2 separate regions of the Mus musculus genome follow, and region 2 is linked to region 1. The links are chromatin contacts, called in public Hi-C maps. All regions are on one chromosome and are shown on one strand. Each heading gives the region's core, a stretch centred on a gene start, on an enhancer-like site or on the middle of the called end of the contact. The rest is flanking DNA. Distances are from core to core; before and after follow the strand shown.

What was found. Hi-C and Micro-C count contacts between places; a contact is called where the count stands out from the background.
Region 2: a contact with region 1 is called in a Hi-C map of myocytes, with 2.4 times the contacts expected there. The contact joins two enhancer-like sites. A contact is called at or near these places in 3 of 39 promoter capture datasets (the C10 cell line, epiblast stem cells and liver), 3 of 484 Hi-C or Micro-C datasets (Sertoli cells, embryonic stem cells and myocytes) and 2 of 115 datasets of contacts at active chromatin or transcription factors (embryonic fibroblasts and embryonic stem cells).

The regions. Positions count from the first base shown.
Region 1 is chr15:38,047,255-38,054,817 of GRCm38.p6, reverse strand. It overlaps Ubr5 (ubiquitin protein ligase E3 component n-recognin 5), which reads left to right. Exons shown (of 59, transcript NM_001112721.2): 2 at 6,669-6,713; 3 at 7,194-7,275. Among named protein-coding and RNA genes, the nearest start is that of Gm22353, 7.2 kb to the left of the region's middle. Within about 2 kb of position 4,422, at least 31 of the 459 cell types and tissues checked have an H3K27ac peak or open chromatin away from gene starts, as enhancers often do. A contact at or near this core is called in myocytes, where this site is marked.
Region 2 is chr15:38,163,009-38,170,571 of GRCm38.p6, reverse strand. No RefSeq gene overlaps it. Among named protein-coding and RNA genes, the nearest start is that of Gm35081, 23 kb to the right of the region's middle. Within about 2 kb of position 2,806, at least 14 of the 459 cell types and tissues checked have an H3K27ac peak or open chromatin away from gene starts, as enhancers often do. A contact at or near this core is called in myocytes, where this site is marked.

The DNA of each region.
Region 1 (7,563 bases), core at 3,173-5,672:
AATTAGATGGGTTAGCATGATGTCAGACCAAACATAAAGGGAGGAAATGTGGACAGGCTTGTGGGGATTTGAAGCCTGCAATCAGATTGCACACCACCAAGGAAATGGCCTTTTCAAGGCAGGGTAGGGTGGTCCTTTCCTATTAGCTGGCTCCACACCAAAACCAGCAAAGGGCATTTGGTCACTGCTGTAGTATGGGAGCTAGTTGCTATGCATCCCCAACCTCTCTTTTTGATACTGGCTGGCTTGGAACTTGGTAATGGCTTCAACTATTAAGATCACCTGCCTCTGTCTCCCTGGTGGTGGGATTAAAGGGATGTGTCACTGTGCCTGGCCTTTGAAAAGTTTTTTTTTTTTTTTTTAAGTGCATTGCCAGGTTATTTTGGTTAATTTTTGTGATTGCTCATGAGAAGATGGATAATGACTTTTGCCATTGTGTGTGTTATTTTAAAATTTTCATTTATTGATTGGTTTAACTGTGTGTACATGTGCATTCATGTGTGTGGTGTATGGATATATTTGCACAGGCGTGTGGTTTCGTGTGTGATGTGTGTGACTGTATGAAGTCAGTATCCCATGCTGTTACACCCTCCCTGCTCTTTTGTTGGTGCTGGGGGGTCTATCTGATTGCAGCTCTCCATATTTGTGTGGCAAACCCTTTGCTCCCACACTGCATGCTCCTCTAGTGTAGACCCACAGCAGTATGATTTGTAGCGCCTGGAGAGTTCACCGTAATGCTGGGATTGTCTTCATAATCATCTTCACATTTGAAGTATAGTTCAGATGCAGTTGTGGGTAAAATAATGGTTCTTTAATGAGAGATTGAAGCATTACCCACGCTGTGCCAAGAGTCACGGGCTTCCTTAGAATTGGAGGGAAAGCATCTCATTTTAGAGTGTTCTTGATAATAAGGCAGCAAAAATGTATTCACTTGTGAATCTTTGTGTCTCAGCGTAGATCACCTGAACACTTACTTAGCATGATGAATTGAGGAGATCAGTAGTTGTGTGGAGAAAGAAGCTTTTTGGTGACCCTTTTACAGTTGTAGATTAGATTGTACCAGTGACTTTCTTTATAGAGACTATTTAATTTGAAGGGTTACCCAGGCTGACAATTTGGTTACCCAGGCTGGGGTTCAAACAGATTTTTCTCCCCCTTTAAAATGAAATGACTGTCAGCTGGCCGTGGTGGCGCACGCCTTTAATCCCAGCACTTGGGAGGCAGAGGCAGTGGATTTCTGAGTTTGAGGCCAGCCTGGTCTACAGAGTGTACCAGGATAGCCAGGGCTACACAGAGAAACCCTGTCTCGAAAAACCAAAAAAAAAAAAAAAAAAGCGAAAAAAAAATTGAAATGACTGTCATTTTAGAACAAATTTTAAGAACAACTGGATGGTATTTGTTTCTAGTATCATCAAGTTTTCAAACCAGAATTTGAGCTTTCTCAGAAACTCTGGGAAGCTTGTCATTGTGAGCCTGACACTGTAGTAACATGAGCAGTAATAATTTTGACACTTTGCAAAAGTATTTTCCACATGATAGCATATGCCTCTATAGATGAATCTTGCTTGGATTCATGGGTCACTGCCAGATTCAGCACTGCCCTGAACGGTTCAGAAACCATCATTTAGTTACCTAAAAATGATACTGAAATGCTCTGCTAGTACGGAAGTCTCCTGCTTGGCACCCTAGGTGTCCAGCAGTCTCTTGGAAAATAAGTAGCTACAGCTAGGCTGCACACATGTAGCTGTATCTGGAGGCAGGGGCAGGTGGATCTGAGTTCAAGGACATCCAGGGAGACAGAGAAACCCTGTCTTGAAAAAATCAAAAAACAAACAAACAAGCAAAAAAGAATGTATCTTCTCCCAAATTTTTAATGTGTCTGTATTTGTCTTGGCAATGGATGTCTTCTCTGGTGGAATACCAAAAGATGAGTTTAAAATTCTCTTAATCATAATTTAGGTCTGCAGACACAGTAACCTTTCTTGGCTTTTCTTAAATTTTTTTGTTTGAATTAAATCCTTTATTCTTAAATAAAATTGTGGTTAGATAAGAACATCATTCCACAAATGATAGCTAGTCAGAAGTTAGGGTGGGGTCACTTTAAAGGCTGTTTGCTAAAGTGGTTATTAAGGGGTAAGTTATTGAGTTTTGTCTCTGTCTTAGCTATGATTTACTTATAAAAATACTATGGGGGCTGGGGATGTAGCTCAGTTGGTAGACTGTAGATTCAGTACCCAGTATCATACAAACCATGTGTGAGAAGCACACATCTATTATCCTGTCACTCAAGAGGTGGATGCAGGAGGATCAGAGCCGCTCCAGGTCATCACTGGCAGATAGTCAGTTTGAGGTCAGCTTAGGTTACAGGAGAACCCGTCTCAAACAGCAATAACAGCAACTCCTCCCAAGCTCCCCAAGATTAACATGGGCAGATAATGACATAACCTCAAAACAAATTTATATGTTTACACAGTTAATTGTCATTCTTTAAGGTAGAAGCCTGGAGGTTAATTCTTTTGGTATTAAGACCAAGAATCTCTTTTTTTTTTTTTTTCTGAAACGGTTTATAAAGTACCTTACTCTTGACTGATGGGATTGCATGGGAGGCTAGGGAAAGACTCTGGAGGCAAGTCCACTGCAGTATGTGTGAGGACACTGGAGACAAGAACACGGAGCTAGAATGTTCACAGTGAGATTTGAGAGGAAAGGCAAGCTGCAGATGTCTGTGGGAAAAAGTTAGGACTGCCAGGAAACATGGGTGTCTGAGCTGGACACGGCCTCGGGGAAGTGTGCTGAAGGCAGACCACACTCGAGCAAGCTCTCCACTCTTAGACTTCCACATGTGTGGGAAGCAGCACTTGGAGGGTGGGATATGAGGAAGAGCCAAAGCTTCAGGGACCTACCTCTGTGTTCTTCATCAAGAATATAATTATAATTGCATTTGGGCTGTGTCTGACTATTTAGAGATCTGGTTTGTGGCAGTAAGTAGACAGAGTTTAAGAACTGAAGAACCTCACTATGTGCTGTGCCTAAGTAGGATCTGTGAAAGTTACCTTTGAAATCTACTACGTTGGGGACAGTGGGACAGGCTCCATGGGCTTTCCAGAGTAATAGTAGTGTTAGCTCCTAATAGGTACTGCTAAGAAAGAGTCAGTTTGCCACTTAACGATTCTCGAGCTGGCAAAATGGCCCAGCAGTTAAGAGCACTGACTGCTCTTCCGAAGGTCCTGAGTTCATATCCCAGCAACCGAATGGTGGCTCACAACCATCCATAATGAGATCTGATGCCCTCTTCTGGGTGTCTGAAGACAGCGACAGTGTACTCACATTAAAAAAGAAAGATTCTAGTCTCTGCATCTGAAAATTATATGTGTAAGAGATCAAACAGGCACCGAGGCGCTGAGTTGGAATATGGGGCACATTTTAGTATTGAACAACACAGCAGATAGGGTTGTCATAGACTTATTGCCAGCCTGCCCAGCTGTGTGTTACTGCCATCTCACAGGCTTACCTGTCTGCTGTTGTTATGAGGTTATTGAAACATTTATGTGTGAGTGAAATTTGATGAGCTTTAGGCTTTTTTTTTTTTTTTTTTTTGAGAAGAGAAATTTACTGTGTTACTGTTACAAGAACGTGTTTCATCTTCTGGCCTGAGCCCCTTTACAGCAGACTGCTGCGGTGGTTACATGGTTACATAGGCGCACTGGTGTGTTAACAGCCGTGGCAGTGGGCTGTCTTGGCCTGTGGCCTGTGGCTGCTCAGCTGGGCTGTGTCCTGCAGAGAGAGGCAGGCTCTCCTTAGTAGAGCCCATGTGTGCGGGAGGCTTTCCTCCAGTGTGCTCTGGAGCCAGTTGACTATAACCACCCCGAGAAGTGAAAGAACCATCCAGTTTATGTATTTTTGAGATTGGATTTATGAATCAAGTTGATAATATTTGGTTTAACATTCTAGGTGATTATAAAATCTGCTCATATGAAATTTCAAATGGCTAGGATTTTTGATATATCAGATGCTATTTAATTCATTAAAAAACCATTTATTGTGTATGTACATGTCATGGCACTCTCAGGAGGACAGAGGCTTTCTGAAGAAGTTAGTTCTCTTCCCATCATGTGGGTTTTGTGGATCCAACTCAGGTCATCAGACTTGGCAGCAAGCACCTTTACGTGCTGAGCCATTTTGTGGACCCTAGTAAATGCTACTTTTTCATAAACATTCCATATGGTGATCCTCTGATAGACCTGTTTTTTATGTATTAGTAAGAATTCTGAGACTGAGAAGCAGCAGAATAACTAACAGTTCTTCTTCGCACGATGAGAACTCGCAGAGCTGAGCCAGACAGAGAGCAGAGAGGCCCGCACCTCTGACTATGTTGTGGGTGCTGGTGAGCATTTTCTGCGTGCCTGGGACAGTTGTTAGGAGTTCTCTTTTCCTTTCTTTTTATTTTTTTTTTCTTTTTGAGTCATGGTCTTGTTATGTACCCAGCTGTCCTAGAACTCACTGTCATTTTTCTTGGCCGCTTTGAGTGTAGAGTCTCACCATCTTTAACTTTTGTTAAAGAAACACTGAGTGTTAGATTTATTTTGTGACAGTCTTGCTCTTGCACCTCTGGTTTCCCTGGAGCTCACCATGCACATTAGTCAGGCCTCAAACAAGTTTGACCCTCCTCTTTTTGCCTCCTGCATTCTGCATGTGCGAGCATGCTGGGTTGTGGAGAGCTGTCCTTTTCGGACAGGTTGAATATATGAACGTGTATGTGAAGTCAGGGGGACTGCTTTGGAGTTGGTTTTCCTCAATTTTATGTGGGTTCCAGGGATTGGAGTCCTGGTACCAGGCTTGTTTGCTTGTAACAAACCCCTTTACTTTGTGAGCTGTCTGACTGGCTATTTTTGTTTGAGACAGTTTCACAATCTCTGGCTTCTTTGTAACTCACTGTAGTCCAGTGAATTCACATAGGTCTACTCATCTCTGTCTCCAGAGTTCTGGCTTAAAGGTGTATACCACTGTGCCTTGGTTCCCAGGCCCCTTTTAACTGAGTTTTCAGATCAATTTTTAATCTTAAAATTAGCTGATATCAGAAACCATTTTCTCTCTCTTTGGTAGTCTGTAATTTGCTCTTGAGTTATTAAATTATTTTGTAGCTTTTTTTGACATCCTCAAAGCTTAGTTTAGTCCCATAAGCATCTACCTGAAGTGCTGTTTGAAGCTACAGAAGCATTTAATTTTTAGTTTTAGCTATTGTCCAGTTTTGTTTTGTTTTTTTTTGATGATCCCTTCCCCCAATTTGTGTTATTGACAAGACATGCTAGTGAATAAATAGGTTTTCCTTTGTGCCACTGCTGTGGTGGGGCACTTAAGCCTTAGCCTAGGGAAGTCTAGAGTTCTATCTCTGCTCCAGGTCTCCCAAAGCTCCTGTTAACTCTGGAGCAACAGACCCTAGGCTGTTTTGCCTTCGTTTTTTAGTTAGCCTTCTTCCACAGGTTATGAAATCCGTTATGCATTATTCTCATTTAATCTCGTTTTGAAACAGAAATGTGCTATATAATTGAGCAAACTGGAATTTAGTGGAAAGGCCTGACCTCCAGAACCAAGGGAATATGTTGTTAGGAAAGAGAGAAAACTGGGCTAGTGAGAGGAGAGTTCAGAGGGTGGGGTGCACAGTAGTGAGAATGAAATTAGCAGTTTTCATTTCTGTGTTTTTGGAAAAAATGAAAATACCAGTTGAAACCTCTAACCACTTAGGTGCTTTGGTGGGCATCAGTCAGTGTGCATGGTTGATGTGCCTCAGTAGGTAGTGAGTGGCTTTATAGTTGCCGGGTAAAGTTCAGAGATGCCTGGTTCTACCTACTGTAGTGCTTAGAACATTTACCCAGGGTTCTGTGACTTTCTGTAGGCTTTTTTCTAATTAAAAAAATTTTAAAGTTTATTTATATGTATGAGTATTATATGTATGAGTCTGTGTGTCTATAGACCACACACAACACCTCTGACTCTCTCCCAGAGAGAGAGAGAGAGAGAGAGAGAGAGAGAGAGAGAGTGTGTGTGTGTGTGTGTGTGTGTGTGTGTGTGTGTGTGTGTGTGTTTTAGTCTTTCTGCTGAAACTCCCGCCAATTACTTCTGGCTAGTTTGCTGTTTTCCTAGTGGCCCGTCAGCTTTTTATCAACAGGTGATGTTTCCACACCGTGCACACAGATTCTCTCTGCATCCCATTTATTTTCAATTCATTATATTCACATACTGTCAGAATGTCTTTTGGCGTAGACTGTGGTTGTATGTCATAGCCCCCACCCCCAAAGGCTGACTGCTCTGTCTTCTGAGTTCTGGTATAAAGGTGTGCACTACCATGCCTGGGTTAACTGCAGGTTTTAAAAAGGAGTTTTCCATTAGGTATTTGCTCAGAGCTCAGTAGCTCTACGACTGGTGTTTGTTACGTAAACTCTAGAAGCCTCATTTTCTTTCCTGTTTGGAAATGGGGTTATTTTGGATATTCCTGGAGCTGCTGATGGGTTAGAAAGGGAAGGTAAATGCAATGCCTGCTTGCAATCCTTAAGAGTTGCTCGTGTGTTACTGTTGGGAATCGGCCCAGTGCTGGTGCAGGCCCACTGGAGCCATCTTGTGTGTGCAGGACCTGTGCTGGGTTTATTAACACTTGGCTTTTGTGTTTGAAGGTTACGGGAAGTTTCAGAGAAGCTGAACAAGTACAATTTGAACAGGTAAAACATTTTAAGCTGTTTTAAGTTAAGCCATTTTTCATGGGCTGTGTTTCAGCCCTACCATGGAGCTGTAGTGTTTTCTTTCTTAGGAAAAGGATTCATCTTTATGTGGTTAATATGACTTATTAGATTAAGAATTAGATTACATTAAGACTCTTTGGAGATGTAGCCCTGGCTGTCTTGAAATTTGATGTGTAGATGAGGCCTTGAACTCACAGCACAGAGACCCGCCTGTTTGTTTTGGGATTAAAGATGTGTATTACCACATCTCTACTCTTTCTATCAAAGTTAGGTTCATTTAAATTACAGTCTCCATTAATGCTGATTCTTAAAACGGTTTGGTAGACCTTTCAACTGTAGTGATTCTGGTAGGTATCAGTTACTTTTATTTATTGCTTTAAAACTCCACTTAGGAATTAGTTCTTTTTGTGTATAATTAAAAGAGCAGTTTTACTTGCATGCTTTTTTCTTGTTCCCTAGCCACCCACCTCTGAATGTACTGGAGCAGGCTACTATTAAACAGTGTGTGGTGGGACCCAATCACGCCGCGTTTCTTCTTGAGGTAAATGATTTACCATACGGTGGGGAGATGAAAACTAAACTCTGCATCTGTTCTTTGTTTCTTGTCAAGGGAAGGCACTGAGAGTTAGTTATGCCCAGCTTCCTTTTGTTAAGTTCTCTGGCTCAGAGAATCAATTGGGTGTAAATGATTTACTGGAACTTGAAACTAGTTAATGGCTGCCTGGGAAGACTCCTGAGTGTAGTTATTATATAATTTTACTCTGAATTCTTCCAGACTGTATTGTTTTAAGGGAATTCTTAGTAGCCTTTTGTTACTGTGTGTTAGACT
Region 2 (7,563 bases), core at 1,557-4,056, 120 kb before region 1:
AAAACTGACGGGATAGTCAATCTGTCAGAGGAGAATTTAAGGCAACCCGGCATCCGGGTTGTGGTCTTCTGATCACCGGCCGTGTTGAGTCAGAGACATGAGATTCTCTTAAAAGGCAGGCAGAGCAGAAAGACCTGAAAGACTTATGAGGAAAGAAGTGTGCTGAGATTGAAGAAGAGAAGTCCTTTGCATTGGGGAGATAGGAGATGCCTTGATGGTTTCTCAGACCTGGCCAGGCTATGTGCATAGAGCTGGAATGTCAATGCTTTGCTTTGAAAGGAGAATTCTAGGGTGGCCTGCTCACATAGCGCTACACAGGAAAAATACTTCTCCCTGTTCACCAACCCAGACACTTGGGCCATTGCAACAATGGTCTGGGGGCTGGAGGGGGGGGGGGGATCTGGCCACCACTGGAGTTGGTAGCAGGCTTTAGGGCTGTTCGTGTGGTGCTGGTTTTTCAGCCACAGAATGTAAGAGCTATCGGATCATGGAGACTTCCACACTGATTGCAAAAGAAGGCCTGGGAATGCAGACTGTACATGACCACGTGTGAGTCTTTAAAGACAGCTCCCAGGAACGACGTGTGAAGCTGTAAGGGTGAAGCCCCAGGATGTTGAAAAGGCCAAGAGTGTGAGAAAGTCTGTCACCACAAGCCACAGACAGCAAACAGAGGCAGTCTGTGGCAGGCAGGCCGTGTGGATTGAGCCTGTCCAGACGCAGAGGCCAGCTGTTGACTCTGCTGGGGTCCCTTCTCAGCACCACATAAACAGGGCACCAGGCGCATAGCCGTAGGATTAGCGTCTGCCCTGCGGGCTTGCTTCAGCTCCACTTTCCTTTCCTTTCCTTTCTCTCCATTTTGGGATGACAAGTTTACTTTGTGCCACTGTGTCTTGAGAATGTGTAGTTTGGTTTTGATGTTACAGGGCTCACAGCTAAGAATTTGCCCTGAGTCCCAGAGGAGACTTGGACCGTTACTGGAACCATTAGGACTATGAGAACTCTTGGAGATGTACGGAATGCATTATGGGAAGGACATGGAATTCTCAGGGCCAGGATCATTATGGTTCAGGGAGAGATGTTTGGGTGTGAACTTGACAAAGCATTATGGTTAATCTGAATTATCAACTTCATTGGACTGAGAAATGCCTGGGGTGCGTAAAGCACGTTTCTGGGTGTCTGGAACGTTTCCACTGAAGGTTAGCTACAGGGTGATAGTCCACCCTGAATGTGTGGAGCACAGCCCGTAGGCTGGCCCCAAAGGAAGCAAAGCAAAGCAGAGAGCCTGTGGGTGCGGAAGTTTTCTTTTGGCTTTCTGACTGCTGGGGAGCGAGCTCTGCTCTGTCGAAAGATGGATTCCTCCCCATCATGATGGACAAACTAAAATACAACCTTTTCTACTCAGAGTCATTTGTCTGGCATTGGTCATGGCAAATATATATATATATATATATATATATAAATTAAAGAGACATACACCTGTAACCTTAACCCTTGGAAGGCAGAGGCAGGAGGATCAGGAGCTCAAGGCTACTCCGTGCTATATGAAATCCTGTCTGTAAAAAATGGAATAAAAAAAAGATGTCACAAGTTGATTAACCTAATAGGAGAAAGGAACAAAAGCAAGAATAGGCAGTTCACACACTCGTTTGCAAAAAAAAAAAAAAGTCACAGATGTGTGTGCCCACACATGCATGTGGACATGTGTGTGCATGTGTAAAACCTTTGCATTGTTTAAATTCACTTTTATCATAAGCATGTATTACTGGGCATGATGGTTTTTCAGGGCTGTTTCCAGGGCTCTATCCCCAAGCTAGACACCGAGCCCCATCTCACTTTATTAAACAACAGGTTCCTCCCTGGACAGACTGGATCTAAATCTCTGGGGATAGGAAGCAGGAATTTATGCTTCAGAAAATAAATGCAAGCAGCCTGCTTAGTACAGTACAGCTTGTAATTCCAGCATTCAGAAGGTCAAGGCAGAGGATTGCCCCAGGCTTGAGCTAGTCTGGCCTACATAGTATGTTCCAGGTAGCCAGGGCTAGAGAGTGAGACGTTGGCTCAAAACAAAATAACACACACTCCCCACCCCCAGAAAAACAAAATAAATGGGAGAGAGGGTGAGGCTGGAGGGATGACCCAGTCATGGGAACTTGCAGCCTATGAAGCTCCAGTTCCCAGGAACCCAACAGCATCCTCTGGGCCTCATGGGCACCAGCTGTGCAAACGGTACACAGACACACATGCAGTCAAAATACCAACACATATCAAATAATAAAATAAAAATTAACAAACACACAGCAACAAACAGGGCCTTGATGGGTGGCTCTGTGATTCCTGCTAGCCTCATTCAGAGAACCCAACCGTTAACTCCAGTTCCATGGGATCTCCCTCTCTTCTGTGGTTGCCTGCATTCTGGCATGCATATGGTACACGTAACGTGGCAAACACACATACACATAAGCAAACATCTCTTTTTCTTTCTTTTTTTCTTAAGCAAAAACTTCAAAAAAAGGCTGGCACCTAGATAAGGACAGAGACACAAGCCTAGCAAATCTTGAAGTGCTGACAGAGAGCTGAAGTTGACGTGCTGTGTCCAGTGACCAAGTGATGAAATAAACAGCTCAGTATTGGATTACAACCCAGGGCATGATATAAATACCACCCCCTCAGCAGCCACACTGGAAAAAGGAAGATACAACTCTCACAGAAGAATTCCAAAAACGCCAAGTGCTTTGCACAGATGCTCTGGTCCCCAGGAAGCAAGGCTTGGTTCATGCTTCCGCTTCAGTCTTGGCTTTTGCTATAAATAAACAAACAAACCCACAGAATAAGAGGAGGAGACAGGGAGATGTTACAGAGGAGAAACTCGCGATGGAGGGTGGCATCTGTGGTGATGTGCCATGTGGATGTGTGTGCTTTGGCACATGAGAAGGTTCCACCTGGCTTCTGTGGTATCTTTATCCAGAACCCACATTGGATGATGAGCAAAATACCAGATCTATCCAAATGGAGAAGTATTTTACCACATAGCCAGAATCCTCAGAACTGTTAAGGTCCTGATGAATTCTAAGAGCTTCTAAGAAACAAAAGAGACGAGATGGCATGGCGTGATAGTCTCTGCATGGGATCCTATTCACCAGTGCAGGACTGGTGAAATTCACATCAGTGTAGAGGCCAGTCAATCACTGCACTTCAGCAAAGCGCAGTTTCTCTCTGGCAAGGTGCAGCAGAAACCCCAGGAGAGAGCCCACTGGGAGATTTCTGAGTAAGTCAGTCCACGGGGTGGGGGTGGGGGTGGGGGGTGAGCTTAGGTCTTATTTTATTTTAGAAAGTTTCATGTGGCCAACACTGATCTGGAAATCACTATTAGCAGAAGACAGCCTTGAACTTCTGACCCCGTCTTATCCTCCTGAATGCTGGGACTGTGGCATGTGGCACTACATGTAACGTTCAGTGATCTGAGGGCTTGACTGCTAGGCAGTCAGCCTGTTAGCTACGCTACATTTCTAGCCCTATTTTTGGTTTTGTTTTGTTTTGTTTTGTTTTGTTTTGTTTTTTTTTCATTTTTGTTTTGACGCAGGATCTCTCCATGTTCCATGTAATCATGGAACTCGTAGAGATTCTCCTGCCTCTGCATCTTGAGTGCTAAGATTAAAGGTATCTGTCCCCAACCCTAGCACCCCAGCCTTATTTTTTAGTTAAAAGTATTCGTTAGTTCTTTGAGGGTTCCATTCAATGACTTCTGAGCATGTCTGCCCTCTCCCAACTCCTCCCAGGCCTACCCCAGGCCCTTCCCAGCCCACCATCTTTGTGTCCAGCAGGTCTAATACATATGTGGATGTGTGGTCTTCCGCTGGCACATGCTCGGCCCACCGGCGGCAACACCCAATGCTGCACTTGCATGCTTCCTTTCTTGGCTTCAGACAACTATGGTCCTAACTACCAAAGGAGTGCTGCTAGCCACTATTCTTGACTTTCCCTTTCTGTCAGTTTTAGGGGTCCCCCATTCCCATAGTTCTTGCTGTCATCAGCCATAATTAGATCAGCTTGATGTCAGCAGAAATGACCTCCTCCAGCAGGATAGCCAAAGGCCACCATAGCCAGATTGGATATGCAAAGAAAAGACTTGACTCTTGTCTGTGACTGGCAGCTTGGAGAACTGTGTCAGGCTTCTATGGCTACAAGGAGTCTTCCACACCTCCTGAAAAGTAGCAGGCATGTTTAATGCCCACAATGCCTCAGGCAGAGATGCCTTCCTCTGCGCTGGCTGTGGGTTCCAGGTGGAATGCCTCTGCTCCCTCCCCAGGGACTGGGCAGCAGCAGCAGCAGCAAGGTGATACATTGTTAGCAAGTTCTACCAGAAGTTTCAAAACATCCCCCTCTGGACGCACTGTTCTAGAAACCTGCCACAGAGATTCTACTCATAATTACTCTGTCATCAGTAAGACGTGAGCTCTGCTGAAACAAAAAGCCTCTCAAGATAGAAAGAGCGTGAACTTCCATTCATTATGTAACATCCACAGTCTATCTGGGGCACTGGAGAGTTTCCTAATAGAATTTTTACCACCACTTGACGTGTGATGAGTACGAAGTGAACAAATACAGAAAATACAGAATTAACGGGAAGCAGCTGACACACTGTTCTGATTGTCCCCACCTAGGGGAACAGGAGAGTTTGTTCCCTCTGGTGTTTAATTAATATTCAGGTCATGTGAAATTTTTGCAATGCAGGTATAATGAATGGCACTTGTGTTTTTTTGGTTTTGTTTTTGTAGAGTGAGAACCATTTTGAGGTGTGGTATAGTTCACAGAGAGGCATCCTGGGCTCCTAATTCTCCCTGTTCACAGTTCCTTTCCCTAGCGTCTCTCTAAAAACCAAGCTGCAGCTTGCTGCCATCTCTTCTCCCGTCTCCTCGAAGCATGCATTCCTGGCTAATTCCCTGGCCTTAGTTCAAAGATTATATCCTGGTGTGTTATCACGTATGCCTGAAATCAGTACACTCAAGAGGCTGGGCCAAATGGATCAAGAGTTCCAGACCAACTTGGATGATGCAGTGGAATGAGATACTGACTCAGCAGTACAGATATATAGAGGTGTTTTCCTACTGTAAACTCAAGGTCAGGAACGTTAGATAGATAGATGATAGGTATATTGTAGATAGATTAGAGATAGATAGGTAGATAGATAGATAGATGATAGATAGATAGATGATAGATAGATAGATAGATAGATAGATAGATAGATAGATAGATAGATAGATAGATAGATAGATAGATGGGTAAACAGACAGATGGACAGATACATGGGTAGAAAGACAGACGGATGGATGATAGACATAGACATATAATAGAGTTAGATGGTAAATGATGATGAAAATAGATAGATAGATAGATAGATAGATAGATAGATAGATAGATAGATAGATATTACAAAACATGAGAAGAGAAAGGTAAGAGCTATGAGTACTTTTGTCTTAGTTGTAGGAGGACGTGAAGGCTCCATAGAATGTGTCATTTCTATTGGGTTTCAAAGGTTGTTTGATAAGTAGGTGAAAGACCATAAAACTAAAGGAAATAGTCTGAACATTATTATATAATCATTCCAGTCATGAGTTAAAAGAAAGAAAGAAAGAAAGAGATTGTTTTTCTCCTTTTTGTGTTTATTTGCTGTTACTATTATAGCTGTGCATATTTGGGAAATTACAGTGCCTACAGGGCTTGGTTTGGAACCCGCTTCTAAGAGTGTGGGGAGAGCACATCTGTTTGGTTTTTGTTGTTTTTTAAAGATTTGTTTTATGTATGTGAGTATATTGTTGCTGTCTTCAGACACCAGAAGAGGGCATCAGATCCCATTACAGGTGGATGTGAACCACCATGTGGTTGCTGAGAATTGAACTCAGCACTTCTGGGAGAGCAGTCAGTGCTCTTAACTACCAAGCCATCTCCCCAGCCACATCTGTTTGTTAACTCCTGTATTTCTGCATCGGGCACATACTGATAAAGTAGAGGATTACACAGCATCATGACTGCCTGGGGTTTCTTTTTATAACAAACATATTAGGTATTCACTCTTCCTGTGAATTCCCCATCCTGGATTTTGCTTTTTTTGGGGGGGGGGTCTATCTGTTTGTTTGCTTTCATGACACAAGGTCTTACTAGGTTGCCCAGGTTCTTCTCATAGTCATGGAAATCCTACTGTCTTGGTGCAACCATTGATTTTTTTTTTTTAATAGAAAATTTATCAGAGGTATATTGAATCCATAAGATGCGATCTGCTGGCCATACTTTATAATATCAAGCTGCTCTCAAATGGCTGCATTGGAGTTCAGCTGAGGCTGTGTGTGAGGCAAGGGGCCATGGGGAACTGACATTTACCGGCTAGAGGCCTTAGCAAGTGACTCTGATTTTCTAGCTTTCAAATTCCTCCTTTGCCTGAAGGAAACTGTCTGGAATCTCAACAGAACGGTTCCCTAATACCCAACAACGGTGCCAGCACTGTGACTGTCCCTTGGCAGACATTTCTATTCTTTCCTACAATGCTTTGAAAAGCTTGCATTACAGATCTTTGATTGATTTGTACATGGACCAGATTTTTATCTGAACATCATCCTGTTACTGAAGCATGGAAGCACACAGATGAACTTGCACGCTGCAGAAGAGTAAGGCCAGGAAACAGTCGTCAGATTTAAGATAGAGCTGTCTTCCCATTGAGCAGGAACAAGAGCACAGGATATTTCAAATGCCGTGGATGACATTGCAGAAGCTAACCAGATCTGGCATTTGTGAGACATTCAAAGGCTTTTTTTTTTTTTAATTCTAGGGCCCTGGGATTCTGAACAGCAGCCCTTCCGACATGTCATTTATCCTAGAGAAGTAAGTAAATTAGACAGTGAAACAGGAGATGCAGTCTGTCTCCTCATAGTCCTAAATTGAATTTATAAATAAGAATAAGAAGAGGAGAACATACTGGGCTCTTCTGAGGAATTATTGACCAACGGGGGCTCCACTGGCAGCTAATCGGACATGACGTTTTTCAGTCTCTTCTTCTCTAAAAGCGTCTCCAGATTCGCATTTTAATGTACTTGTTTTGGGAAGTGTTTAATTTCCAACAAGAACAAAGGAATTCTTTGAAAGGAATTATATGTAAAATGAGTTGAGTGGTTTGTCACCATTTACAAGTCTTCTATGCAGGGACAGTAGTCTCAGTAGTGACAGTGCCCTCATACCTCAGAGACCAAACCTCAGCCGCCAGAGAGGAGAGAGTAAGCATACGTACTGTGCAGCCTGTTATCAAATCAGGATCCTCAGATCACGAAGTTAAAAATTTAATCGTTGCCACCCCGAGTTCCAACTTGACAATGACTATACAGTAATGGCCTCTTAGGAGGAATGCCCCCTAGGCTCTGCACAGTGATCACAACAGCTGTTTCCTTGTGTGGGCAAATGCCTTGAAATGCCCTGCAACTGTCTCAAGGACAAACGAGCTTGTATAAAGGAGGAAAGAGCTGGGAGGCATGGGTTGCACACAACTTCCCTAGGAAATTTTTAACGAAGGAGTGAACA